6 separate regions of the Mus musculus genome follow, and regions 1, 3, 4, 5 and 6 are each linked to region 2. A link is a contact called in public ChIA-PET, HiChIP or PLAC-seq and promoter capture Hi-C data. All regions are on one chromosome and are shown on one strand. The core of a region is the stretch at or near the end of the contact, and the rest is flanking DNA. Distances in the headings are between cores, read along the strand shown. Region 1 overlaps Tanc1 (tetratricopeptide repeat, ankyrin repeat and coiled-coil containing 1). Region 2 holds the start of Ly75 (lymphocyte antigen 75). Region 3 has its middle 21 kb from the start of Gm39831. Region 4 overlaps Tanc1 (tetratricopeptide repeat, ankyrin repeat and coiled-coil containing 1). Region 5 holds the start of Tanc1 (tetratricopeptide repeat, ankyrin repeat and coiled-coil containing 1). Region 6 has its middle 13 kb from the start of Dapl1.

Region 1 (4,334 bases), core at 616-3,115, 750 kb after region 2:
TTACAAGTTGATCCCTTCTGCAGAGACAGAGCAATCCCTGCAAATAATCACTGGGGAGCCCGTGACAGAAACAGATAGGGCTAAGAACACAAAATGAGTATCACAGGGGTGGAGGTGAGGGTCAAGGAGCTAGGAGCTGAGAAGTCCAGTCAAGGAGACACAAAGTAGTAATGGCATTTACCCAAAGTGGGCAGAGAAGGCTCATCTCTCTCCCCAACACAAGAATCATGAACAAGAAACTAATCTGATCTGCGAGAATTAACGCAAAGCTTGCTGGCTACGAGAACCAAAGAAGCAAAAACTACTGTGAGCAGCCAGACTCTGACAAAAGACAAAAACCAAAAAAATCCAAACCCACCTTCTATTCCATGCAGCCAGAGCCACACCCAACTCAGAGATTTCCTCCCAACTCTGGAGAGTCCCAGGAGGCAGACAAGGAAAAGCAGCACACAGTCAGCACGATACCCACTGCAGGCATAGTAACAGGCCCCCAGTGTCCCAGGGCAGATATTCAAGCTCAGCCACCTCCCACCATTAACCTGAAGTCTAGGACTTCACCACACTCCATTCCGGAAACAACCTTCAGAAGTAGCCACACCCCAGGTCCCCAGAGAGCATGCTCCAGGCAGCTGTGCAACCCACTCAGGTCACTGGGACCAGGGCACTGGGTTGGAGCCTTACCACAGTCGCCTGGCTTCAAAACCTCAACTTGGCAGAGCTGCACATGACAAAGAGGGCAGGGACTGGATGGCACTAGACACACGCCAACATATACTAAGTGGTGGCTTGACTTTAACACTCAGATTTCAAACAGGTACTTTCTGTTACTTTGGGGGATGTGGAGGAGACTGAAACCGGTGACTTGTGATAGGGAACCAAATCCAGGGCCTTTTTATCATGGGAGACAAGCACTCTCCAGTCTCCCATTGAGCTTCACACCCAGACTCTGAGTTTAATCAGGAACAACCTAGGCCATTCCTGGGCAATTTAACAACCCCAGAATATCTAACATTCCTCATTCATTCTCTCTACTCACCAAGATTCCGAAACTCCTCTGACTTTTTTTTCTAAGACGTGGACTCACAGTGTAGCCCTAGCAGGCCTAAAATGTACTATGTAGACCAGGATGGCCTCAAACACACAGATCCACTTACTTCTCTGTCTCCCAAGGGCTAGAATTCAAGGCCTGTGCCACCAACATCCGGCCCTCAACCTCTTTTGTGTAAGCAAGAAAACCAGGAAGCTAATTTCCTAGAAATCTCTTTCTGGAAGTCCATTGAAAAGCCAAGGCAAAGACTAATTTCCAGGGCTTGCCACTTTTGAATGCTAATCCAAATGACTTTTAAAAAGAGCAACCTTGGCAAAATTCCATATAAATGCACACGAGATACTAAAAATAAATCATTTTCCTAGGTGATTTTTTTTTTAAACCAAAGATCAACACCATATGGTTTAATAAGCTATCAAAAGTTCCTGAAATCAAGGCTGGGAGATGGCTCAGTCAGTCAGTTAAGGCCTGGGGGAGACAGAGATGGCTCACAGAAGCTTACTGGCCTCCAGCCTAGCCAAATCCACAGGCTCCAACTTCAGTGAGACCCTGTCACAGGGCAGGATTTCTTAACAGGGTGTTTAAGGAAAAGTAAGCAAGAAAGAAGAATAAACCGTGTCCTCTTGAAGTCTAAGCTTTCTAAGAATCACAAGAGAGAAGGTATTTCTTCAAATTCCCGAATGGACAGTTTTCCAGTAACATAAGACTCACAGCCATATCACCCGCAACAAACACGGTCATACGAATGAAGGGTTCAGCCTGGCCCTAACCTGTCCTCTGCACAGCACTGCCGTCTGCCTACTTGTCACCATCCCTGCTGACTCTTCTGCCCCGCCCTGCCGTTCTCTGAGTTCCTGTCTGCTCTGTGGACTCCATGCTGCCCAGTTCATGAACTTCTGAGAAAGGCAAGTTGCATCTTGAAAACTCAGTTTGTTAAGAGTGTTCTTGGACAGCCTGTTCTAAGAAGACCCCAGTGACCTTGGGTCTGTTTCCCTTCATGAAAACGCCATGAGCTGTGTCTTTAGTGTACACTCAAGGGTACTCAGCAGCCTCAGTTCTCTTCCTGCCCTACCTGTCATCTCTCAGCTGGTCTACTTCAAAAGCCCAACAGAGCGAGCGCCCTGCCACCCATCTGTCCCCACGCCAGTCTCCTGTCCTCCATACCACCGCTGCCAAGGCTTTGGTCCAAAACACAGATCTGATTACATCATCTCCCAGCGGAAAGGCCTTTGACAGCTATCACTTGCTCTCGGGAGCAAGTCCACACTTCTTGGTCTGGCATGCAATGCCTCTGCAATCTGGCTCTCTCCTTCCATCCTACTCTACCAAATGCCAGGCACCGTCTGCTCTTGAACAACCCAAGCATGACTTGTTTGCATGCCTCCCAGCCTCTGTTCATTGTGCTCCCTTCATCCAGAACGCACACCCTCCCACCTGGCAGAACCCTACCCAGGCTGCATCTCCTCCCTCTGCTCCCTGATGCCAGCCCAGAACCAACACCTCCTCTTCCTCCGCCTCCTCTTCCTCCTTCCTCCAGATGCACTAGCTCCTGGTCACGAACGTCCCCCGAGGAGCTGTGTATGCTCTACTGTCTCAGACAGAGACATAGGCCTGTACCTCAAAAGGGCATGGTAGCCCTCAAAAACTACTTGTTGGCTACAAGAGCCAAAGACCATCTAACAAAAACCTCCACCCCAGGCATGAGAAGTCCTCTTTTGAGTTGTTGGTCAGCATTGTCCAAGAGACTCCCAAAACAGTATAGGCTACTGCTATTGGTGCTACTGCTATTGTACTGGCTGTCCCCAGGGGTGGAACATAAGTCCCTATTGTTGCAGACAACACACAGTTCAGGCCTTGAGGCTGCTGCTAAGCTGGAACTGACAGGAAAGCCTCCTCCCTCTTTTCACGGTACAAAAGGTACTGTTCTATTCAAGCTTCCAAGGCAGGGAGGCAGCCCACAGTCCTATCCAGCTATGACATATATGAAACATGTGCTGGCTAACTGTATGTCAACTTGACACAAGCTATTTTCATTGGAGAGGAGAGAGTCTCAATTGAGAAAACACCTCTAGAAGAAAATGACTCTGGCTGTAAGCAGACAAGCCTATTGGGCATTTTCTTAATTAGTGATTGGTGGAGTGGGCCCAACCCAATGTGTGTGGGGATACCCCTGGGCTGGTTGGTGGCCCTGAGTACTGTAAGAAAGAAAACGGTCAATGTAAGTCAGTAAGCAGCGCTCCTCCATGGCCAGTACATGATCTCCTGCCTCCATGTCCCTCTCCTGACTTCCTTCAGTAATGTACTGCAATGTGGCCGCAGAAGCCTAACAAACCCTTTCCTCGCCAACTTGCTTTTGGTCATGGTCTTTCATTATAGCAGTAGTAACCCTAACTAGGCAAACCACATCAACGACCGACCGGCATGACAAGGCAGCACCTTTGCGGATATGTACCTTTGAAAATGCATAAACATTCTACTTGTGAGACTGGCTGAGGCTGGAGGAAGCAATGGAGGCTGAGGAAGATGAACTATCTATATATAAATTCCACTGGCTCAGTACCCAGTCTCCATCCTCCTAGACATGACCTCTCTCTTCCTCCTGGCCTGACTTCCAGACTATGAAGCCGGTCGGTGGAAGAGGGCTTAAAACAAAAGATTCAGAAAGGAAAATATCATAGGAGAACTTTTAATAGGAGGAAAGTGTAGCAGAATTCAGGTGTCACTGGGGTTCTGAGTTCATCCTCAGAGAATGATAACTCCTGGGTACGAAGCTATCTATGTAAGTCCCCTTGGTCCTACTGAGTATTCTCCCAGAAGCTAGATCAGAAGCCAGGGACATAAGACGTGGAGATGAGCCACAGAAGAGCTGACCCCACCAGATGTCTTTTTAACAAGACACCTTGTCTCTAAGGAGGATTCCTCAGCCCACCCCCACTTTGGCAATTCTCTGGGGAAGCCTCCCTCCTGGCTGGCCAACTCCCTGTAAATAAGCATATCCACACAACTGGAGTGTGGAATGCAGAAATGCTTCATGTAAATAAAATACAATTCACTGTTCTGAACCACAGAGCAAACCACCACCAAGGTCCAAGAGGACGTTCTGGGGTTTGATGCTCTTTACTAGCAAAAAAATAAAAATAAAAAGAGGAGCTGGGCACAGAGGCACACACATTGAGCTTAGGATGCTAATCTGGGCAACATAACAAGACTCCATCTCTAAAAAAAAAAAAAAATAGAGAGGAAATGGAGTATATATGTACATTTGCAGTGCTGTGCTATATTCCAT
Region 2 (4,110 bases), core at 1,363-3,862:
TAAGAAAAGGATGGAGTCAGGCATGGTGGCACACGCCTTTAATCCCAGCACTCGGGAGGCAGAGGCAGGCAGATTTCTGAGTTCAAGGCCAGCCTGGTCTACAAAGTGAGTTCCAGGACAGCCAGGGCTACACAGAGAAACCTTGTCTCAAAAAAACAAAAACAAAAACAAAAACAAAAAAGAAAGAAAGAAAGAAAGAAAGAAAAAAAGAAAGAAAGAAAGAAAGAAAGAAAGAAAGAAAGAAAGAAAGGAAAAGAAAAAGAAAAGAAAAGAAAAGAAAAGGAAAGGAAAGGAAAGGAAAGGAAAGGAAAGGAAAGGAAAGGAAAGGAAAGGAAAGGAAAGGAAAGGAAAGGAAAGGAAAGGATGGAAATAAGGCAGGGCATATGGGGTGTCCTAGCCCTGCTGTGGAGCCACACACTTACTATTCTAGCATTAAGGTGGGAGGTTTGGGAGTTCAAGGTCAGGCTGACATGCATAACAATGTATTTTTGAAAAGAAAGAAGAAGCACTTTCTTTTTCTTTTACTATAAAGCATTTCATACAATGTATTTTGTCATTTTTTTCCCCTCCCCGGGTTCCTCTCAGCTCCTTCTCACCTCCTGTACTCCCCAACCTTTATGTCCTTTCTTTCTCTCTCCCCTGTTTCAAACAAAACAAAATAAGAAACAACAATAAAAACGAAAACAAAAAAGAAAAAAGCACAAAGCAAACAAAACACTAAAAATCAAAATCAGCAAAAACTCAGTAAAACAAAACACACACACACACACACACACACACACACACACACACACACACACTCACACACACAAGCCCAAACAAAGCAAACTGAAAGAAAAAGTCCACAGAAGTGCCACTGAGTTCATGCATGCTGGCCAAGTACTCCTGGGCAAGGTGCCTGCCCTGGAGTATGGTTGATAAGCCCAGTTACACTCAGTTGGAAAAGGCTGGCTTCTCCTTTGCTTCAAGCAGTGCTTTGAATGTGAGTTTGGGAGAGACTGGACCAGACAAGACCAGTTCAGTCAGGCTGATGAAAATAGGAGAAAGGTGGTACTGGTGTTAAAAGAGCAAGGGTCACAGGGCAGAGGGACTTGCTTTATCTTAGATGGAGCTTTCTTTGGGGGTCATTGTCTTCTTTGAAACTCTCCTGAAAGCCTCAAACCCCTCCCCTAAAGTTAAAAAGTATCTTTGTAAAGACAGCCACCATCTTCAAGGAGCTTCAAGTCAGGTGGGCTCCAAAGCAAGGGCTTGCAGCTGCAGAAACGGCAGGTGCTGGGCTAATGCTTTCTACTGTCTGGATCTTAAGGTCGCGAAACTGCTTCCTCCCCCTCCCTTCTCTCTCTCTCTCTCTCTCTCTCTCTCTCTCTCTCTCTCTCTCTCTCCCTCTGTCCCTCCATCCCTCTCTCTCTCTCTCTCTCTCTCTCTCTCTCTCTCTCTCTCTCTCTCTCTCTCCTACTATCAGTCACACTGGATCTCCAAGCTCACTTTGCATTCTTTGCCTCTGTTTTACTCCCCCATCCCCAAACCCCGGCCATCTCTCCAGTTCCGGTTGAGCAGTTACCTTTCTGGATGCTCTGTCTGATCCTCCTGTGCACTTTGCCCAAGTTATTGTGTAGGCTTCAACTCTTCCATAAGGCCAGAAGGCAATCGAGGCGTGCCTCTTTACTATGCTAAGTGCTCTGTGTAGCCACTAAACACAAAGGCCAAAGCATGGGAGGAGAAGTATGGTACCAGGATGAGTTTAGAACCACCTGGGCAGTTGGAACTTGGAAAGTAGACCTAGACAAATCCTGAGGATAATAGCCACCTTTGAGGAACAGGGATGAGAGCTATCTCAAGTACCCTATACTCAATAAATATTTCAAAAAATTTTCACTTCTAGGCAAGTTAGTTAGTTTGGAACTTGTCCTATTTGTGGTAGCGTTGTCCAAGGGACAGAATAAATGGGCTTGAATTTCAGATTCTGGGTGCAGACTTCCACATTTCAAATAGATTGTTACTACTAGATTATTAATGGGGGGAAAAAAAGAACTCTGCAAAGGTCCAATAGTTAAATCTCCTTAAAAGTAGTACAATTGCTGGAATAACTGTCACGTTTAATATGGGTTGACAATTTCAGGTCAACCCCCCAACGTTCCTTTACTCCACCTTTACTCATACTTCCAAAATGACTATGATGTTGTTAAGCACAACTGAGGTCACCGCATATCCAAGTGTGCACTCCCCACCCCCACCCCCCCACCCCGCGGTCCATAGTGACCCCACGTGGTTGTGTGCACATTTCCAACCAGCCAAGGTCCGAAGCCCTAGCTCACCGCCTTGTCTCTCTACAAGGAAGGACAAATGCTACACTGACAGAGCCGCACTTCCCCAAATTTGCTTAAGAAGATGGGGAGTGGACTCCCAAACCCTGTGGTTGTCCTGTGCACTCCTCCCGCCTTCTGGAGGTCCCGAGCCTTCGCAGAGGTCTGCCTTGGGTGGGTGGGGACTCCTGCAAAGCCTCCGCTGGGCCCGGGACCCAAAGCGGAGCTCTGATTGGCCGAGCGCGGCGGAGGCGGGGTCTGCGCGCCTCAGAGGTTGCCCCAGAGGCGTGGTGAGGCCGGCGGGGCTCACCGCTGAAGCCGGTGCGGGCAGGAGAGGCTTGGGACTGGAGATGCGGACGGGCCGGGTGACCCCGGGCCTGGCGGCGGGGCTACTCCTGCTGTTGCTGCGGTCCTTCGGGCTTGTGGAGCCTTCTGAGAGCTCAGGTAACCGGGCGACCTCGACGCTGCTGCTCTGAGCATTTGCCTCCTTCGGGTCGGGTCGCGATCGCTTTGCTCTCTGTGTCTCTGGAGCAGACAAGTAGGGAGGTCTGGCCTAGGAGAGCAGCGGGCAAGGCCATGTGGTGCGGAGGGACCCTCTGCCTAGAAGAGGCCCACAGCTCTTTCCCAGAGACTTTTCTGCCCCTTGGTCCTCCACTGTCCCCTGAAATCATGCTTTCCTGAGGTTCACCACCTCCTTTTACATCCCTGTCGCCCCTTGGTCGTCTTGGAACCTCCGGGACAATGATGAGCCTTCACCCAACACCACAAGGACTCCCAGCCATCACGACTTTACTGTGCCCACTTAACGCAAGGAAAAGGAAATCAGGTTCAACCATTGTCCCCAGAAGTCAGCCAGGAAGGAGTATTAGGATGCCCTTCCCAGTCCCCATGAGCAGAGGCTCATCTAATCTGGTTATTATTTCCAAATGCTCCCCAACTCAGCTGGCCCCTAACAGAAGTGCAGGTCACTTCCTGTCAGTGGGGAAAGGATGCCTTCTGTAAAGCTCACGTAGTGCCAGCAGCACCATCCCACTTAGCAGTTAGAGTTTTGCTTTTACTTTCTCTTTTTGCTTCAACGAAAGGTGTGCCAAGGACCTTTTTATTTAACTGGACTATATAAATGGCAGCCTATAGGCTGCAAACATTCACCAGCTACTTCTGCTATCTCACCGGTGTGAAGAAGGAAAAGGTGGTCAAGATGTGTTTTAGGAAGTTCTGAGTGTGCCTCTGGCTTTCTTTGGAGCTACGCTTACTTACTTTCTGATGTAGATGGTGTCCAGAGTTATGGAAAGAGTGCTCTGCAAGACTAGGTGTCATCAACCTACCCTTTAATGAGTCCTGTCTTGACCGACTCTTCTCAATGGTCCTTTGACCTTCTGCACTGGAACAACCAAAGGAAGTAATATAGTAGAATCTTTTAGTGATATGAGAGCTCAATTCTGTCTGTTGCATAATCCGAGGAGAAAACTCTACCTGCAGCAGTTTACAGCAGAGAGCATGCTAACTTCCAATCACTTCTCTCTTGGTTTCTACCTACATCTGGGAGTCCTGTTTTGCTTCCTTCACAAATTTTAAGATTCCCTTAATATCCAAATGTCCCTGTTGGTTTTTTGTTTGTTTGTTTGTTTGTTTGTCATCAACCTGACACAAGCTACTGTCATCTGGTAGAGGAACCTTGATTGGGAAAATTCTTCCATCAGATTGGCCTATAGGCAAGTCTGTAGAGGGCCCAGCAGACTGTGGGCGAGGCCACCCAGGGACAGGTGGGCCTGGATGGTCTAAGAAAGCAGACTGGCCAAGCCATGGG
Region 3 (4,217 bases), core at 149-2,648, 850 kb after region 2:
AATTAGGAGTTCAAAGCAGCCCAGACAACACAGTAAGATCCTATCTACACAGCATGAGCTCATCGCAAAGTCAAAGTTGTACAACCAGCACCAGGACAATGATCCAAAGGAGTCAGCCATCATGAAATGTTTTGCTGTGTTATTAAATTTTTAAAAGCTAGGCATGGGATTATATGCCTGTAATTTTGAAACTCTGGAAGCAGAGGCAGGAAGTTTGTAATTTTGAGGGCAGTGTGGGCTACATGCAACACTTGGTCTCAAAACAATTTTAATTTGTACACTCATACCCATACTGGTATTATTCATAATAGCTGAGAGAGAGAAACATCCCAAGAAACTCTGATATGTAAATGAATATGTGAATAGATAGATAACTTCATAGGATTAAGAAAAGAATCCTACTGTGTGCTCAAGTCTATAATGACCCTAGCATGAAGGAGGCCCCCTAGAGTTGTGTGATGTATTTCAGTCACAGTGTCTCTAAGAATCCCCAAGAGAGACCAACACAAAATGCTCAGGCCCCAGCTGGCTCTTCAGGTAGTCCAGAGTGTGGTGGCCCAGAAAATGAGGAAAGAGGAGACTTTTTGTTTTGGTAAGACACGAACAATTTGGACAACACAGGTTGTAGCAGCGGTGGCTGCGGGGGAGGCATCAAAGTTAATACAGCAAAGCCACAGGAGCCCAGCTGGCAACTCTGAAGGGAGCTTTGAGTCACAGTGGTGGGGGTGTTGTGTCAGGAAGGACAGGCGAGCTGCTGTTGCTGCTAGGCTGCGGCCACAGATAAACAGGTTGTCACGTGAACCTCCAACAGGGCCTCTACTCAGAAGTGATTTTCCTACTGTTTGGGAACACCTAGGTTTCTAATTGCTCCTTTAATCACTTAGAGACAATTAGAAGTGCAGTGAATCTGCAGCGCCCTTGGGTTCCAACCTCTCATTCTCAGATTAGACAACAGCGCTGTAAAGACTTCATATGCCGCACACTGCCACACTCGAGCAGACGCTTGGCTTTGATCTGCGGGGCCTCTGTGGATGGAGAGGGACCTCAGAGTGGAAAGGGCACCTGAGAGGGAAGCCAGAAGATTCCAGAGGCAAGAGGCCCCATATCACAGTTAAGGTAGTTTCTCCTTTCCCATGAGCGCTATGTTCCGCTCCAGGAAGGGGCTCCTGAGGAGGTGACATATCTTCCTATAAAGGACTCGGGAAAGTCTTTCTAGAGGGAAGGACTTGAGCAGGTTTTGAAGGGTGAATAAGAGTTAGGCAAGAGGAAAGAATAGTAAACTCTGAGATTCTGGGTGCTCAAGGTAGAGTCTAGAGAGGGGGTACCAGGAACACTGTGTCTGGTATCCTACAGGAGGGCCCTAGGCCAGGCTGAAGAGCCGCGTTGCCTCCAGTCGCACACAAAGCCGACCAAGGAGCCGTAAGCAGCCTGTGGAAAAGGATTCTGTGTTGAGGGGGAGACGCCTCATACAGGGCAAGTGGCAGTGGGAGAGAGTGGGGGTGGGGACACCAGGGAGGTAGGTGGCTGTTGCAATCCCTAGGCTGTGTCTCATGAGTGAGAGAACTTGCCAGGACAAGCCAGGCAGGGGGTGGGGATGCTCAGCCTCATCTTCTGCATCCATCTGTCCCTTCGCTCACAGGGGGCCTCCTCCCCCACGCCAGCAGAATTTGTGATGTTCTGCAGCCATGGCCAAGGCTCAGAAAGGCCTGTGATGAGTACCACCAAGGTCCGGGGGCGGGGTGGGGTGGGGTGGGGGGAAGCTACCTGCTCTTTTGTGTAACTACAGCACACACATGCGCCATAGTTAAAAGGTTAAACGAGTGGGCAGAGATGCTTCCAGTCAGGGTCATTTTACATCATGAAATTCTAGCTGGAAGTAGATAAAAGGACACTCTAAAGTTGCATTAAATGTGGGCATTTGCCCCCCAAAGATGCCTTCCTCCATCACAGATCATGCTGCTAAGCATGTTAGAAGGAGCTAAAGCTGGGTCTGACTTCCATGGATCCAGGCAAAGGACCTGTGGCTGGAGCATCGACCTGATTCCAGGTGCCAAGCTGATGTGTTCAGTTCTTGGCTTTAGGGCTAATGGAACACTGGCTTCAAGCCGTTGAGGCTATGAGGGGAGTTCTATCTTCTAGACCTCCATCTTGGCAAAGTGCTGTGCTCAGCCAATGAGGAGGGAAGCTGGAGGCTTCTCCCTGGAATATAAGCTTGGGGTGTAGATGCTTGTGAGCCACGAGGCATGGGTACTGGGAACTGAGCTCAAGAAGGGCAGTACTTGCTTTTAACGGCGCTTTGTTGCTAAGAGTTAAAAATTGGGTAAAGAAAAGACTTAGGGCAAGGCCAACTGAAAAATTTGTCAATGGTCTGGAATAAAGATAGCTTCATGGCAGAGTGCTTGCTTGGCATGAGTCAGTCCTCAGCACAGAGGAAAAGATGATAACACATTGGGTAAATGCGCCCACCTGCCTCCCAAGCCTGAGGGGCTAAGCTGGATCCACAGAACACGGCTGGGAAGGAGAGAAGCGACTCCTGAAGAGGTCCTCTTCCCTCTACGTGTTCTCCATAACACATGCATGCCCACGTTCACTGCCCCCCACAACCAAAAATAATAATAATAAATAATTTAAAATTTTTATTAAGACATATTAATGAGTTAGGCATAGTGGCATGTGCCTTTCTTTAATCCACTCAGGAGGCAGAGGCCTGAGGATCTCTGGGATTTTGAGGGCAGCTACAGAGCAAGTTCCAGGACAGCCAGAGCTACATAGAGAGACTTTGTATTTAAAAAAGAAAAAAGGGCATATTAATGACTCACCAGATTGCTGTAATGTCATGCCTTGACTAGAGAAAAGAGGTAATAATAATAATAATAATAATAATAACAGCTATTATTTTTCCAAGCTCTTTAAACTTATATAAGCTACTTAATCTTCATCAAAATTGGTAAAATTATCCTTATTTTACAAAAGATTAAATTGAGAAGTTCATTGTGTCACAAAATCAAGAGAATGGAAAGGACCTGAAAAATATATACTATATGGCATCCCACTGTCTCTTGGGAATTAAAAAGAAAGAAAGAAAAAGTGAGAGAGAGAGAGAGAGAGAGAGAGAGAGAGAGAGAGAGAGAGAGAGAGAGAGAGAGAGAGCAACAACAGCAACAACAACGAACCAATTGCACGCTATTATAACCTGTGCAATGCCTCCCATGGTGGCTGGCTTTATGATTGATGGAGAGGTGTAAGAAGTTACTTTAAGGTTTTACAGATACTTCACTGGGAACTAAGAATCAGAGTTTAGGGGTCCTGTGCTAACTAATGCTGGGATGGAGCCCAAATAAATTCATCACTTACTCCAGAAAACTCTTAGTCCTGAAAGAGCAGGAGTGGAGTCAGCTGAGAGGTTTGTCAGTAACTGCTACATCTTGTTCATCAAGCATTTCCTAGACCCCCATAGCCTTGAACCCATGAATGCAAATTTTGATGCCTCCTCATTCCAACCAGTCCCCTCCTTCCTAAACTTACCTGAGCCGTGCTGGAAATGATGGGAAGTTTGTGAGCCATGCTAAAGCATGATGGGAACTTTGTTGAGGTCATGCCCTCCCCCAGCTTTGCTTCATCAACAACTTTTCTTTTCTCTTAATTTTTGGCGAGTTAACTGTTGGCACTGTATATATTTAACTGTGGTTCTGGTGAAGTTATTGCATTGTCAGTAAGATAGCCAAATCTTGGGGGAGATACTGTAGGTATAAAGTGTATGTGTAGGAATTCTTACTGTGGCAGAGAGGTGTACCCCAAAAACAACCTACAAATATACAAAGGGGCAAGGGTCGGGCAAGGGCACTGCTGCCCTATGGCAGAGCCATCGATAACTATAATGCCTGACTCTGGCACCTCGAGTACTCAGCCACCCACACAGCCACACAGGTGCCAGATTCTACCATGAAATGTATCATGAGCCCCTGTCATCTGCTCTTAAGGGCAACGCAGAAAAACTGTACAGGCAGAGGTAACTCTACATCTAAGAAGACAGACCAGAGGCTTTCAGCCTTACTGGATTTAGGTGGACAGACCCTTGGTTCCCACAGAGACCGTGCCATTGGGAAGGGTTAGCTAATCATCATTCAACCTCATGCCCTGCAGGGATCAGGGAAGGAAGAAAAACTGAAATGACAGTGGAGAGTAAAGATAGAAACAGCAGTAGAAAGAACTGGCAA
Region 4 (4,268 bases), core at 1,222-3,721, 550 kb after region 2:
GTGGTGCCATTCCCGTGCCTCCTTGGAAGACTGTTTTTAAATATATCCTTAATTTCCAGCTTCCAGAAGACAGCAGTATCCCCACGATCGGGGGGTGGGGCGGTTGGGGAAGAGGTGGACTTCTCAGCTACAAATGGGAAACAGCAGAAACAAACCCTTCACAAAAGCAAGGCGGTGCCCGTGATCATATGAAAGTGCCCGGCCTCCTCAGCAGCCGATGCAACTGAGAGATGCACGAGGGGTCACCCACTCCTCACTGGTGGGAATGACGGCAGGAGACAGCAGTTGGGAGTCAGATCGGGTGAATGCACACTTGTGTGGCAGTGTTCCTCACGAGGCCTCAAGCCGGACACTACCCACACTGCTGTCAGTAGTGGGAGACGCCAGCGAACAATGTTATCATAGGGTGGGAAATTCACACATCTATGAAAATACATGCCCCACACCTAAACACAACTTGACAACACAACAGACCCATCTTACATGCTTGACTCAGTGAGTAAAAGCCCACACTGCAAGAGCAGTCTGGAGAAGGGACCTTGAACGCTCCTTTTGGAGAGAGTGGGACCCAAGATCTGCCTCCTCATCAGAGCTAGGGATATGGTGACGAGAACCTCGGACACCTGTGATCAAGGAGGCTGCTTCCCATACACTTGCATGCGTGGACCTGTCTCTCCAGGCCCCTCCCACACAGCTGCCTGATGCCTGCTCCTCCTGGGGCCTTCTATAAATACTATGCCACCAGGGTTGGCTCCTAAACCTCTGCCCATAACTACTCCAGCTTCCCTTATACATGGCCCTGGTGACTGAGGTTAACCATGACACAGACAGATGGACTAACGACAGACAGGCAGACAGAAGACAGAGACACAGACACTGCAGACCAGACAGCTGGTTCTGAGAGTGCTAATATCACCCGAGTCCCATCCCAGCCTTGTGCAGGGAGTAAGGAGCAAGGCAGGAGCCGTGGGACGGAGCAGATTACCAGGAAGACTCATCTCGGGGGCCTAGCATCTAAAGCCCAGGAAGACAGCAGGAACAGGCAGCCCCTCTTTCCAGAAAGACAAGCCGGTTCTCATGGTATTTCTGGTCCCAAGCCCCTGAGCATGAATGTGGACCCTACAGTCGGCACTGTCCATCTTTCAGTAGCTTCCCCTCTCGCTGGGGAGGTGAGGGGCATTCTGCTGGCCTGGTCCCACCAGACCACTCTCGCTCAGTGTGAGTTCCTCCTCACTCAGTGACAACACCTTCTTCTCTCTCAGGAAGTAGGTCAGCACACCTCTCCAGGAAAACGTGTTCAAGGGACTCTGTTCTAACTGACCTCAAGTCTCTTGATTTTGCAGCGGACAGCACAGAAGGAGCAAGTCAGGGGACCGGAGGAGGCAGCAGATTGAAAGCTGACACCAGCCTTTTCAGGCCTGACCATGAGGACGCATAGGCTGACATCTGCTGGCTGTCAACGTGTTCCACAAACAAAGCACAGCACACCCTAAGGGCACTGTTTCGGCATCAGTGGTAGAACGCTGCTCCAGGAAGTAGCACTGGACCCTTTCCGCTCTCCAAGGAAGTGGTAGAGCTAGCCTCAGTCCCTGTAAGAAGCCAGGCAGGAACTACAGGCTCTAGCACAAGTATACGGCACCCACACCTGCCTCTGGCAGAAAGAGAAGCTATACTGAGATGCTCAGATGTCCTAAGAAGCGCTGAGTATGGACGAGCTGCTCCGCTTTATGTGGGAAGCTGATGTCCCTGTGGGAACCCTCCCTTGATAGACATCTCCTCTGTTTAGGGAGGATCAGGTATGGATTCACTGGAGAACCTCACACGTGTGGCCTCGCCCATGTTACCTGTCTCTGTCTCACAGCCTATGCAGAGGCTGAGTCCGAAGCTTGGGCCTGTGCAGTCCCTGTGAGCCATGCTCATTTCTCTGTCATGTGCACCTCTGCCTCAAGGAGAGCAACACTGGTGTGCATGGCTCCAGCTGACGTGCCTTTCATTACAAAAGTCTGTCCCTCCCCTAGGGGTTCTGAAGGATATAAAAATTGTTTTGTTTTCTTCTCCTATAATATACGTTATCTCAACTGATCTTGCAGGAGCCCTCAAGTGGGCCATAAAAGACCTGGGTGCCAGCTGCTGCTCTGGAACTCTCCTCCACTCAGGGACTCTCCTCCTCTTTCCATGGCTGGACCCAAGCAGGAGGAGAAAGAAATCAGGGGTGCACACATGTGTCTGCACACCGAGACCTAGGAGTCCCCGGAAAGAGACAAGTCCGGTCTTGCATTTGAGACTGGATGGTCCACCTACTCAACACTCCCCCCTCTCATTTAGTGAAGGGGCTTCACCACTGAGAAACGGGGTGCCTTTAAGTCGGAATCTGGAATCTCTGCTGCAGCTGCTGCTGAAGTCTTGACAGTAACACATCAGACAGCCCTGCGCTAAAAATAGGATTCGTGTGTTTCACCAGCCAGCAGAGAAGCCGGACGTTGGAGCAGCTGACAAGCTGACAAGCGTGCCCGCCCTGCCAGGCCTGGCGACGGGGTCAGATTCCCACCTTCTTCTTTCTCCACAGCCAGATTTGATTTGCTGTGTGCTTGTTAGTGCAGACCTGCTGTGGGGGGGGGGGGGGCGATTAAGAACCTGTCAGCGCAGGTCCACTCTGCTCAGCCTCAAACCAGATCAGGTTCTATACAGGAATTCCTAAGGAGACACTGCTGATGACAGACACTGGAGCACTGGCTTCCTCTTCTACCCAGAGTGAGTATTTTTAGCTCCATCACCAAACTCCCCAGGCGAGGATGCATCTCAAGTTTCCACAGAGGTGAGGATTTCAGGATACCACATTCCCATATTCGGAAGCATGGAGGGCTACAACAAACAAACTCAAAACAAGCTATGCTCAGGAATTCCAACCATCCTGCTGAGAAAGCCAACCTTGGCCCCAGCTCTAATGAGGGTCAGTGAACTTGGCTTCATCAGACAAAAAAGGAGTGGGGGCAGGGGTGGGGTGTGAAAGGCAGGACCAGGGTGGGAAAGAGGACATTGCTGCTTTGTGTTTGGCCAATAAAACACAAGGACACGTGAAAGGAAAGGCCCCAGTCCCTGTGAACACGAGGCACTGAAGCCAGGCACAAGTGCTTTTACTTGGCAATCGCTTAACAAGATATCATCTGTGTGATTGAATTAAAAAAAAAACAAAAAAAACAAAAAAAAAAAACCAAAAGCAAGCACATCCCCTCCCTATCCTGACAATCCTGAGTGATTTCACCTTGGCAGCGCTGTCTTCTGAGCACGAGCAGATTCGTCCCGGCAGATGTTCATTTTAGGAAAAACCTAACTGACACTTAGCCATCCGAGCTCACTGAAAACATCACGGAGAAACACTCCTTGGCACCATAAAATGGATCATTTGGCAGAATCCTTTACATATTGAAGTTCTCCGGGCAAAGATTTGATTTTAAAAAAAGAAACAACTCTCAACTGTCAGCTTGCTGGGAACACAGTCATCTCATCACAGACAAGGCTGTTTATGAAGTGTTCTAACAGAGCTGTCACTCAAGCACACACAGGGTGGGCCCCTGCAGTGGTCCAGGGCTTGCGGATGAGAACCAGGGATGCTGCCCCGAGGGTAAGAACCAGGGATGCTGCCCCGAGGGTGAGAACCAGGGATGCTGCCCTGAGGGTGAGAACCAGGGATGCTGCCCCGAGGGTGAGAACCAGGGATGCTGCCCTGAGGGTGAGAACCAGGGATGCTGCCCTGAGGGTGAGAACCAGGGATGCACCTTACTTGCTTCTCAGACCTGACGTGGAGGCTTGGAGGGAAGGTGATAGAGACCACTCCTCCAAGCCAGATAACTACCTTTTACATATTACCTATGGAAAATGCCAACTGCCCTTCATGAACACCCCTGAGCTCTTAAGCAAGAGCCTGCACCTGCTGCTATACACACTTCCTCTGGCCATGAGGTCATCGTCAGCAGAACAGCCCAGTTTTGTTTAGATGTGTGTGTTTGTTTGTGCAATTTATTTCCATGTTATGTCGGCTTTTCCCATTTATATATATATAAAAAGGAAGGCAGCAGTTAGAAGTAAACAGTGGGGGCGGGGTCTCAGAAAGGCCACCTCATTGTGGCCGGGTTAGAAGCCAGTAGATTAGGAGAATTTGTTTTGTGATCTAGGGCAAGAGGTAGAACTTTGTGTAGCTCAGTTCCTTTAACCTCACGCAAGTGTACTAGACAGCGGTCTCCTATGTGCTCCTTGAGGTTAAATAGAAC
Region 5 (4,293 bases), core at 72-2,571, 770 kb after region 2:
TAACCCGCCAGGACGCTACTCCGGGGGTCAAGTTCAAGATGAAGGTGCTCTCCTCACCACCCTGAGTTCACTCTGCAGGAAGCTGTATTACTCAGACCGGTCCCACTACTCCAGGCACAAGAATCTGGGGCTGCCAAGCCGGAGCCGAGGCAGCCTGAAGAAGACTGTCACAGCTCGGCGTCCTCCTCCCTCGGCCGCGGCACCGCGTTTCTTCTACCTGGCCATGGCCGCATTTCCTCCGGGAGCCTTTACACAATAAGTCAAGTAAGTTTTGGGAACTCCAGTCCAGAGATCTTGCTGACTGAAAACACGCTACACAATGCCCAGGGCTTCCTTCCCCGCCAGCCGTTCCGGAAAGCGGCCGCGCCGAACCCAAGGGCCCCCCCCCACACACACACACACACCCAAAAGTCCTCCAGGAAGAACCTGAATCCCCATAATGCCTCCAAAGTAACTACTCGTCGCCCAAGGACAAGGGGACTCGCAAACTTGACACGACCCTTCATTTAGCTGGCACTACTAAAAGGAAGAGAAAAAAAAAAAATCCTCAAGGTCTAATCCCAAATCATCACCCTATCACCAACACCACCAGGGAAAGAAATTGGCTTGCATCTGCGAGCCGCAGCCTGCAGGAGCGAATCACACACTTTCAGCTCACGGTGGGCGATACGATTCCCCACCCCACCCCCACCCCCGCTGAAGTTCTCCCGGGAACTTGGCGACCCGCGCGCGGCGACACTCAAGACCCCGCGGTGCCAGGCGCCCCGCCTGCACGTCCCCCTACTCCCCCCACCCAGGTGCCCGGCGCAGCCCAGGCCCTGTCTAGCCAAGGGACCGAAGAGGCGGGCAAGGGCCGGCTGGGAAAGTCCTGAGCGCCGCGTGATCCCAATGTCCCCCTAGCCCGGCTCTGCTGCAACCCGTTCCTCCGGGAGCGCAGGAAACGGCCTGCACCGACTCCCCGGCAGCGCCTAGCCCCAGGCCGGGAGCTCCGGCGTGCCTGCGCCTATTCCGGGAAAGCTCCCGCTGGGCCCGGCGGAGGAGGGGGCGTCCCGAAACTTTCCCACCAGCCTGGCTCTCGTTTCCCAGGCTGCTCTCCGGGACCCTTCCTTCCCCGCCCGCTGCGGACTCCCGGGGGCCGGCAGCGGCGCCCCGGCAGCGAGAGTTACCTGCCAGGAAAGTTTCCAGCTTTCGGCGCGGTTCCCACCCCGGGGGCCGAGCCTCAGGGCGCAGAGGGCTGGGCGCTTGGCGGCTGCGGCTCCTGCGGCTCCCGAGCCGGGCTCCCGCAGCTGCCACCGCGGAGGCAGCGCTCCGGCCCGTCCCCGCGCCTCGCTCGGCCCACACCGGGACCTCATTGGCAGCGCGAGTCCCCGCCCTTGCGCGTGTTCCGGAAGGCACCTTCCCTGTGCGCGCCCGCCGGGGCTGTGCCTCCCGCGCCCCTCCCGACCGGAGCTGCCCCGGCTCTGGGACCCGCTGGGGCGCCGCACGCCAACTTTCCTCCCGGCGCCTTCGCCCCCTCCTCACCCAGCATGTCCTCTGCGGGAAGCTAAGCTTTCCGGGAGAAGGTTGCTCCCCTGGGGCCTCGCCTGGACCCCAGTGGGACAGGATCAGAAGTGTGATTAGCCCTCTCCTCCTTTTTTTAGCCGTTTTAGAATCAGTAAAGTGGCTCGGCCTTCGGTCTGCGCTGCTCTCTGAAAGCATCCGAGGAGGACATATGGGAGCAATTAGCCAAGCTGAAGTTTCCGCGGATGCCTTAGGGTGGCTTTGTTGGCTTTTCTTCCCCTCGCTTAACTAAACACAAACAAATACACTTTCTTGTTCCAAAATGAGCTGAGAAAGATGGAAAGTGCATCTCGCCCATTGCACCTTTTTCTTTCTGGAAAGTTAAGTTGGGGTTGTTCCGGGGATCAGTGACTGCCCAGAGTCAGGGGCAGTCCTCCCTCCTCGAACTCTGTGGCTAGCAGTACTGTCTGGGCTAAGTACACTGGCCAGCGGCTAGCTTCCTTGTCAGGAGGAGGAGTCCTGGAGGAAGAACAGACAAAGATGCTATTATTAAGTAGGCTGGTGGCAGTAAATTAAACTCCCTAGTTCCCAAAATGTTTTGTTATTCCCAATAGAACAGAAGTTTGAAAATGGCCTAGGGAACTGGGAGACCTGGGTCCTCCACAACCTCCCAGGAATCCAGGCAGCCAATTTATATGTAGAAGGCTCAGCCCTCTCTATTCCCAAAAGCCCTTTGGGCCCCCTTTCTTTGCAGAAGGATCAACTAGAAATTCCAACAGGAATTGCACACAGGCCGCCCATCCGTGTAAGGAGAGTGAAGAATACAGAAGTTGCTATAAATGGGTTTATTGCCAACCCCTAACCTTTGCTGTGGCAAACCTGCCTTTAAAGACAACTGTGTTTTAAACAACTTTCCCTATAAAAACTTCAACCTCACATAGAGCTTCCCAATATAAAGATAGCTGCAAGAATGGTGTTTGCATTTAAAGTTCCTGTGAAAAGTGACAGGAAGCAAAAGGCTGCTCAATCTATCTCTCCATAATAAATAAAAGATGGTTCGAATGTGTTGGGTATTTTTCACTCGTATAGTCAAAGACCTGATTATCACTATATTTATAAGTATGCAGCGAACATATCCCAGCCTTTACTCAAGCAAATCATGACATGAATATTCAAAGCAAGTAAGGACTCCTGGTAAGCCAGGAAGGTCACAGACACCCCCTCCACCTCCAATGCTGGTTGTTAAAAACCAGGTTGGTGTTTGATTAACTTCTCTTGAAAAACAGTGTGTAAAACTGACCAGTCTTTCAACCACGGATGACAAAGTCAGACTACATGGATAAGACAATGACCCAAACAAAAGACAAAAACCCAGCCGTCCAGTCTGAAATACTATAAGATGTAAGAGAAACTCCTAAAGACTCAAGCAGGTCCAGGTCCTGGCTTGTTTGTAGTGGTTTCTTTCTTTCTTTTTTTTTTTAAGATTTATTTATTCATTATATGTAAGTACACTGTAGCTGTCATCCTCGTTATGGATGGTTGTGAGGCACCATGTGGTTGCTGGGATTTGAACTCCGGACCTTTGGAAGAGCAGTCAAGCAGTCGGGTGCTCTTACCCACTGAGCCATCTCACCAGCCCCTGTTTGTAGTGGTTTAAATGGGTAGATAGTGGATGAAATTCGTGAATCTGTAGATTCTTCTTGGACTATCCTTAGTTATCTTTCCAAACTTTAATAAAATTGCTTAAACTGAGCTTTGAGGGCAATTAGGCTTCTTCCTCTCTCTCTCTTCCCTCAAACTTGCCTGAAGTAACAAGTAGAAAAAGCACAGAAAATAGGTATGCTAATTTCTTGCATCATCTTTAGTTTGGGTTGAAAGGATTTGGTTTTATAGTTTCAGAAGTCAAGGACACTGAAGTAATTTCATCCCCGCCTGTTTGGGGACCCTTACCATTCTACACAGGCAGAGAGCTAGCAGTCTAAAGTGTGTACACAGGAGGACCCTGTTTCCCCTCCTTCCTGTAGTATTTATATAATCCCAACTACATGTCATTAAGCACAATCAGATCTCTGGCTTTAAATGGCTACTATTATATACAGTATGTAGTACCACCAACATCAAAGGTGTCTTAAGCTGTGGGTGAAAATGATACATGTTTAAAAAGCCAAGGCCAAACATAAACAGAGTAAGAAAAAAAAACTTGAGTGGGGGGGGGGGGGCTCATGAAGGTCTGTTGTGTAAGGACAACCGGAGACTTTTCTAAGCAATTTAATATGTAAGGTATTAGCTGAACACAGGTCCAAACAATGCTTTTTTTTTTGTACTTAAAATCTGCTTTTCCCTTAAAAATAAAATAATAAAAGGTGCTTCTAGTTGGTTGTTCGCCAACTTTGTATATCCAGAAGCTCAAGAATCACCGCTTGCTTTTCTTGGGTCTCTCTCCACAAACCCAGTTTTAAAAGCTCACTAATTCCCTGCATGTTTAGAGAGAGAGAGAGAGAGAGGGAGAGAGAGAGAACAGTCGATTGCACAGATATTATGTGGTACACACATTCCTTAAATATATATGTGATATACTGGGTTCCATTTCTAAAGTTTCTGTCACTTTGCCAACAATGTAGCTTTTTTCTCAGCAGACCGAAAGAAAACAGCAAGTATTAAACTGGTTATTTTACCATACAATTTACTGCCCAGGGCAATGGACTGAGGAAGGCATGAGAAAAGAATGTGCTTTGTGAGTGTGTGTTAGTGTACGCCCCCTTGGTCAGATTCCTAAGGACTTCTATTTTAAAT
Region 6 (4,155 bases), core at 1,547-4,046, 910 kb after region 2:
ACAAGTAGGCCAAGTGGCCTCTCAATGGAAAATTGCTTTCTCTAAGCCATTGTACAATATCTGCAATTGCTTGTCCATTTAAGTGAAGTGAATATAGCGGAGCTGACATCTTGGATAAGAGAGAATTTCCTATTTGGCAAATAAAAGAGAAGCACCGATATGGATAAGCATTTCTTGTTTTAAACATTCCTTAGTTAATCCTGCTTCAGTCTCTGTCCCCCTGGTGATCTCGAAAGATAAATGGATGAAATTACATAATTCTTTCCATAAATGGCCATCTTTGGGTCTCCCTCCCTTTCTGAGGGTATCAAAGAAACGGCAGCCATTTGCCATCATTGAATCTCCCATTCTTGAGTGGGCTGGGGAGCAGATGGGTGTGGAGAGGAAGCGACATGCCCTGTTCTCTCTTGTATATTGTTCTGTGGGCGCATGTAGTTCTGGCTACACAAGTGGCTGATATTTCTTCATTGGTTGGGAAATAACTAAAAATTCAAAGATGAAGACTGGTCTGATTTCAGTGATGCTGTGTGGAGAACTTAGAAGAAAATATCCACTTTCTCAAAACTGCATATCAATAGCATTGGTTGGAGGCTTTAAACAATGATATAAGATATATTTAAAAAAATCATTTTGAGACAGAGTTTCAGTTTATATAGACTGTATATCTAAGGTTGTTCTGAACTTTGGGGTCTTCCTCTTCCTGACGTGCTGGAATTTTAGATACTCAGTTAAGTTTTAAGCTCTCTCTCTCTCTCTCTCTCTCTCTCTCTCTCTCTGTGTGTGTGTGTGTGTGTGTGTGTGTGTGTGTATCATGTGCATGCCTGGTGCCTGTGGAAAAGGAAAATGGACTTACGGATGGTTGTGTGCCACTGTGTGCATGGCTGGGACTCGAACCTCGGTCCTCTGGAAGAATAGCCAGTAGTCTTAATCATGGAGCCATTTCTCCAGCCTCCTAGCTAGTATATCTCACCCAAGAACCTGATTTCTGGGAGCTAACAATCAAACACTGCCTTCTTTCTCATATGATCATGATTGTAAGCTGACTGTAGAGATTGAGAATAAAATCCTTTCATTCAACTCCCCGAGCTTTGAAGTACGATAGGAGTGTAGAGTGTAGGAGTGTAGTGAAAGAGTTAACACACGGAAGAATCCAGGTGGCAGAGAAAGACCCAGAAACCTTTCTTGGCCTGGGCTTCATAGGAAAAATGCAGTTTGCATGGGCTAGCTTTCAAAGGAAGACTGGAGCTTGTAATGCATGCAACATGCTCAAGAAAAGCCAGAGCCTCAAGGCTGTTCTATAAAAGTCCTACTGGGTCCAGCTCTGGGGTCCTAATGTCTTCAGGGTTCTTCCCTTAGCTCCCTAGCCCACCCATTCCTGGGAGTGCTTTCCTTTCTTTATAAGCTGTTTTTATTTCTAACCATGACACCCTGGTGCAATCATGAGACGCCAGAGTCTGGACTTTGGGTACCCTCTGAACCCAAATTCCACAGCTTGGCAAGAAACTTGTTTCTGTTTTTCCTTTTGTCTGATACCAGGCAAAAGACTAACCATGGTTTTCCTGGGCTATTTCTCTGATCTCCATGCTTCAAAAGGCAGGTTCACCTAAGCCATGATAAAGACATATGTGGAATAATCACACCGTTAATGAAATCCTGTATATTTTCTTCCAGGAATGCCTGCCTCTTAGCAAGGTCCCTAGAGTTGCCATGAGTTGGGTTGGGTTGGTCTGCTTGACTTCTCCACTCACAGAGGAGGAACTCTTCTCTCCCCTCCCCTCCCCTCCCCTCCCCTCCCCTCCCCTCCCCCTGTCCCTCCCCTCCACCTGTTCCTCCCCCTCCCCTCCCTTCCCCTCCCCCTGTCTCCCCCCCACTCCCTCCCCCATCCCTCCCCCTCTCCCCTCCCTTCCTGGAGGCTGCCAGAGCCCCACTGTGCCCTTTTCTGGTACTTTGTATTTTTTAAAGGCTTCCCTCCCTTCCTGTGGCTGTTTACCCACCATGTGGCTGACCTCTGTGCTGGCTTCCCATCTCCATTTTTCCTCCTCTGGGCAGCTGCTGAGATACACAACTTGCCTGCCCCGGGGGTTCTTTTTGTTTCAAACACTAATAAAACTATCTTCGAGTTTCCATTTGAATCCATCGTTAAATTATTCTAATTAAAGAGACTAAGAACCCCACAAGGGGACCTTGATGTACCTGGTATCACAGGCAAAAATTAGAAGCCCCAGGTCTTAAATGTGTAACAGTCAAGGCAAGAGAGACTTTTAGCTCTCTTCCAGCAACCCCTCAGTGGATGTAGCCCGGCTAACCTGTAACATAAGCTTTCCATTTCTGCCTTCCAAGATTAGGGAGCAGGAGAGCAGGAGGTTTGTATCCACATCACGTGGCATTCGGCCAGCACAAAATAAATGCGTGTTGCCAACAGTGTCGAGAGAACCAGGATAGACACTAGTGGGAAGTGTCTAAAGATCTAAGGTTTAAGTGATAGTAGGAGCGTCGGCTATACCCACTCCTAAAATCCACTTCAGAAAGGGAGGGTGACCCACGCTGGTCACCGAGCAGTTAGTGAAAGGCACAGTGGCAACTGATTGTGACCAACAATCAGTTTAAGGGCTCTTTGACGTCAGAACGTATTCCAAGAAAATAGAAATGCCAAGAAGAGGGATCTTAAGCCTGTGAGCTACGGGGAAGGTTGGGTAGAGGCCGCAAGCAAAGGATGGTAATGTCAGAAGCTGGGCAGGAGAGAAGGCGGGGAAAGGAAGTGGCCACAGCTCAGAATGCTTTGTATAAAGTGGAAATTGGGAGGGGTACAGGATGAGAAGCGGGAGGGGAGCCGGTTTCAAGGGCAAACCACACAGAACAGTGAGCCCACTGGAAATGCCAGCATCCTGTGCTTCGGAGCCAGCAGGAAAGCTTCCGAAAGGCAGCCATCTCCAGAGCTCTTCAGCGCCTGCATCCATTCGGTTTAAAACTGGAAATGCCAATGAGGCTTGTGTGTCTGTGCTCTCCAGCCAGGGAAGCTCTATGGTTTGTGTCGGGCAGTAGAAAAACAAGGGCCTTCAAGTCTCAAAAGAGTAGTTCTTCTTGGGGGAAAAAAAAAGGCCTAGGGAAAATCAGGTTTCATTAAATGCTCTTTCATGATCCAAATGAGTTCTGGCTTTTCTCTTCGAGTGCCAGGTTCTGACTCATTTGGAGAAAACAAACCATCATCTTTTCTATTGTTTGCTCTCCCACGGAGTCCATGTTTTGAAAGAATCTGTCTGCCAAACTGCATTTGAGACCCAAGTCATATTTTCACCTTTCTCCATAAAGTAACTAAAGCAAAGCTTTCCATGGCGATTTCCTGAGTTCTGATAAAATTTCAGGCAACAGTTTGGAGTCAGAGGGAACCTGGGGCATAGTTAAAATCAGACTCCAGCCCAGGCCGCAGTCTTTGTCTGAAACTGAGTTTGAATATGCTTAGGTGGGACATATAGACTGTCACTGGTCAAAGGCTACCTGCTCCCTGCGGAGTTCCTTCTCCTCTGTACACTGAAATGGAGGGCTCCTAAAGGCACCCAATAGAGAAGAGAGTTTGCAGCTGGCACTAATGTTTTGAATGAATTGGAAACCCCTCTGTTCCTGGCTTCTAGTCGTCACAACCCCTGATGAGTCTGATAACATCAGAACGGGTGAGGCCGTCATAAGTGCCCCTCCATAAGGCTTCTGTGTTCAGATCCAAGGGCATCTTAATCAACTCTCTCGAAGGCTCAGCTGTGTCTGTCATGTTCTCATGCTCTGTCCTGACTCCTGGACCCTCGTGGGCCACAGTATCCTTAAGGGCAACTTCCATTCAGTCAGTAGAAACTCATTATACATACCTTCTGTCTCTGTGCGCTTGTTTCTTCAGCTCATTTTCTTTTGATCTTCAGAGAGCAACAGATAAAAGAACTAGTTACACCCAAAAAGGAAATGAAAATAAACTTTTAAAAACATGCTGTAATATCCGCACCCAGCTGGCACCTTGTGTTAAACAAAAAAAGGAAAAGGAAATTTTATCTGAATATTACCAGGGGGAAAAAGACTTTAAAAATCTGCCTAAATAATCATGCCCATTTGATGCTGTGGTCCACAACTGTGCAAAATAATGAAAATCTGTGAAAAATAGGTTTTCAATGC

The links. Promoter capture Hi-C pulls out the DNA fragments that hold promoters and counts their contacts. ChIA-PET counts read pairs in DNA pulled down with a chosen protein or histone mark. HiChIP or PLAC-seq counts read pairs in DNA pulled down with a chosen protein or histone mark.
Region 1: a contact with region 2 is called in an RNA polymerase II ChIA-PET map of memory CD8 T cells, with 17 read pairs. The contact joins the enhancer-like site here to the promoter of Ly75 in region 2. A contact is called at or near these places in 2 of 39 promoter capture datasets (liver and pre-B cells), 1 of 115 datasets of contacts at active chromatin or transcription factors (memory CD8 T cells) and 1 of 9 other capture datasets (adipose tissue).
Region 3: a contact with region 2 is called in a promoter capture Hi-C map of embryonic stem cells, with 4 times the contacts expected there. The contact joins the enhancer-like site here to the promoter of Ly75 in region 2. A contact is called at or near these places in 10 of 39 promoter capture datasets (the 3T3-L1 cell line, 3T3-L1-derived adipocytes, the C10 cell line and 5 more), 1 of 484 Hi-C or Micro-C datasets (bone marrow-derived macrophages), 4 of 115 datasets of contacts at active chromatin or transcription factors (embryonic basal ganglia and embryonic stem cells) and 2 of 9 other capture datasets (embryonic stem cells and liver).
Region 4: an H3K27ac HiChIP or PLAC-seq map of microglia shows a contact between it and region 2, with 4 times the contacts expected there. The contact joins the enhancer-like site here to the promoter of Ly75 in region 2. A contact is called at or near these places in 3 of 39 promoter capture datasets (the C10 cell line, the HPC-7 cell line and pre-B cells), 2 of 115 datasets of contacts at active chromatin or transcription factors (embryonic stem cells and microglia) and 1 of 9 other capture datasets (macrophages).
Region 5: an H3K4me3 HiChIP or PLAC-seq map of craniofacial prominence shows a contact between it and region 2, with 6 times the contacts expected there. The contact joins the promoter of Tanc1 here to the promoter of Ly75 in region 2. A contact is called at or near these places in 2 of 39 promoter capture datasets (liver and pre-B cells), 4 of 115 datasets of contacts at active chromatin or transcription factors (craniofacial prominence, large pre-B cells, memory CD8 T cells and 1 more) and 2 of 9 other capture datasets (embryonic stem cells and liver).
Region 6: a contact with region 2 is called in an RNA polymerase II ChIA-PET map of memory CD8 T cells, with 9 read pairs. The contact joins the enhancer-like site here to the promoter of Ly75 in region 2. A contact is called at or near these places in 6 of 39 promoter capture datasets (the C10 cell line, embryonic stem cells, hippocampal neurons and 2 more), 1 of 115 datasets of contacts at active chromatin or transcription factors (memory CD8 T cells) and 2 of 9 other capture datasets (embryonic stem cells and liver).

What each region holds. Positions count from the first base shown.
Region 1 is chr2:59,626,287-59,630,620 of GRCm38.p6, reverse strand. The region is part of intron 1 of Tanc1 (tetratricopeptide repeat, ankyrin repeat and coiled-coil containing 1); the gene reads right to left. Among named protein-coding and RNA genes, the nearest start is that of Tanc1, 16 kb to the right of the region's middle. Within about 2 kb of position 1,865, at least 108 of the 459 cell types and tissues checked have an H3K27ac peak or open chromatin away from gene starts, as enhancers often do. A contact at or near this core is called in adipose tissue, liver and memory CD8 T cells, where this site is marked.
Region 2 is chr2:60,381,775-60,385,884 of GRCm38.p6, reverse strand. It overlaps Ly75 (lymphocyte antigen 75), which reads left to right and starts at 2,612. Exons shown (of 35, transcript NM_013825.4): 1 at 2,612-2,747. The coding sequence starts at 2,654.
Region 3 is chr2:59,531,057-59,535,273 of GRCm38.p6, reverse strand. No RefSeq gene overlaps it. Among named protein-coding and RNA genes, the nearest start is that of Gm39831, 21 kb to the right of the region's middle. Within about 2 kb of position 1,398, at least 31 of the 459 cell types and tissues checked have an H3K27ac peak or open chromatin away from gene starts, as enhancers often do. A contact at or near this core is called in embryonic stem cells, where this site is marked.
Region 4 is chr2:59,827,559-59,831,826 of GRCm38.p6, reverse strand. All of the region lies in intron 19 of Tanc1 (tetratricopeptide repeat, ankyrin repeat and coiled-coil containing 1), which reads right to left. Among named protein-coding and RNA genes, the nearest start is that of Wdsub1, 53 kb to the left of the region's middle. RefSeq lists an enhancer at 2,466-3,054. Within about 2 kb of position 2,471, at least 140 of the 459 cell types and tissues checked have an H3K27ac peak or open chromatin away from gene starts, as enhancers often do. A contact at or near this core is called in microglia, where this site is marked.
Region 5 is chr2:59,609,070-59,613,362 of GRCm38.p6, reverse strand. Tanc1 (tetratricopeptide repeat, ankyrin repeat and coiled-coil containing 1) reads right to left here and starts at 1,321. Exons shown (of 27, transcript NM_198294.3): 1 at 1,167-1,321.
Region 6 is chr2:59,469,587-59,473,741 of GRCm38.p6, reverse strand. No RefSeq gene overlaps it. Among named protein-coding and RNA genes, the nearest start is that of Dapl1, 13 kb to the left of the region's middle. Within about 2 kb of position 2,796, at least 76 of the 459 cell types and tissues checked have an H3K27ac peak or open chromatin away from gene starts, as enhancers often do. A contact at or near this core is called in embryonic stem cells, hippocampal neurons and memory CD8 T cells, where this site is marked.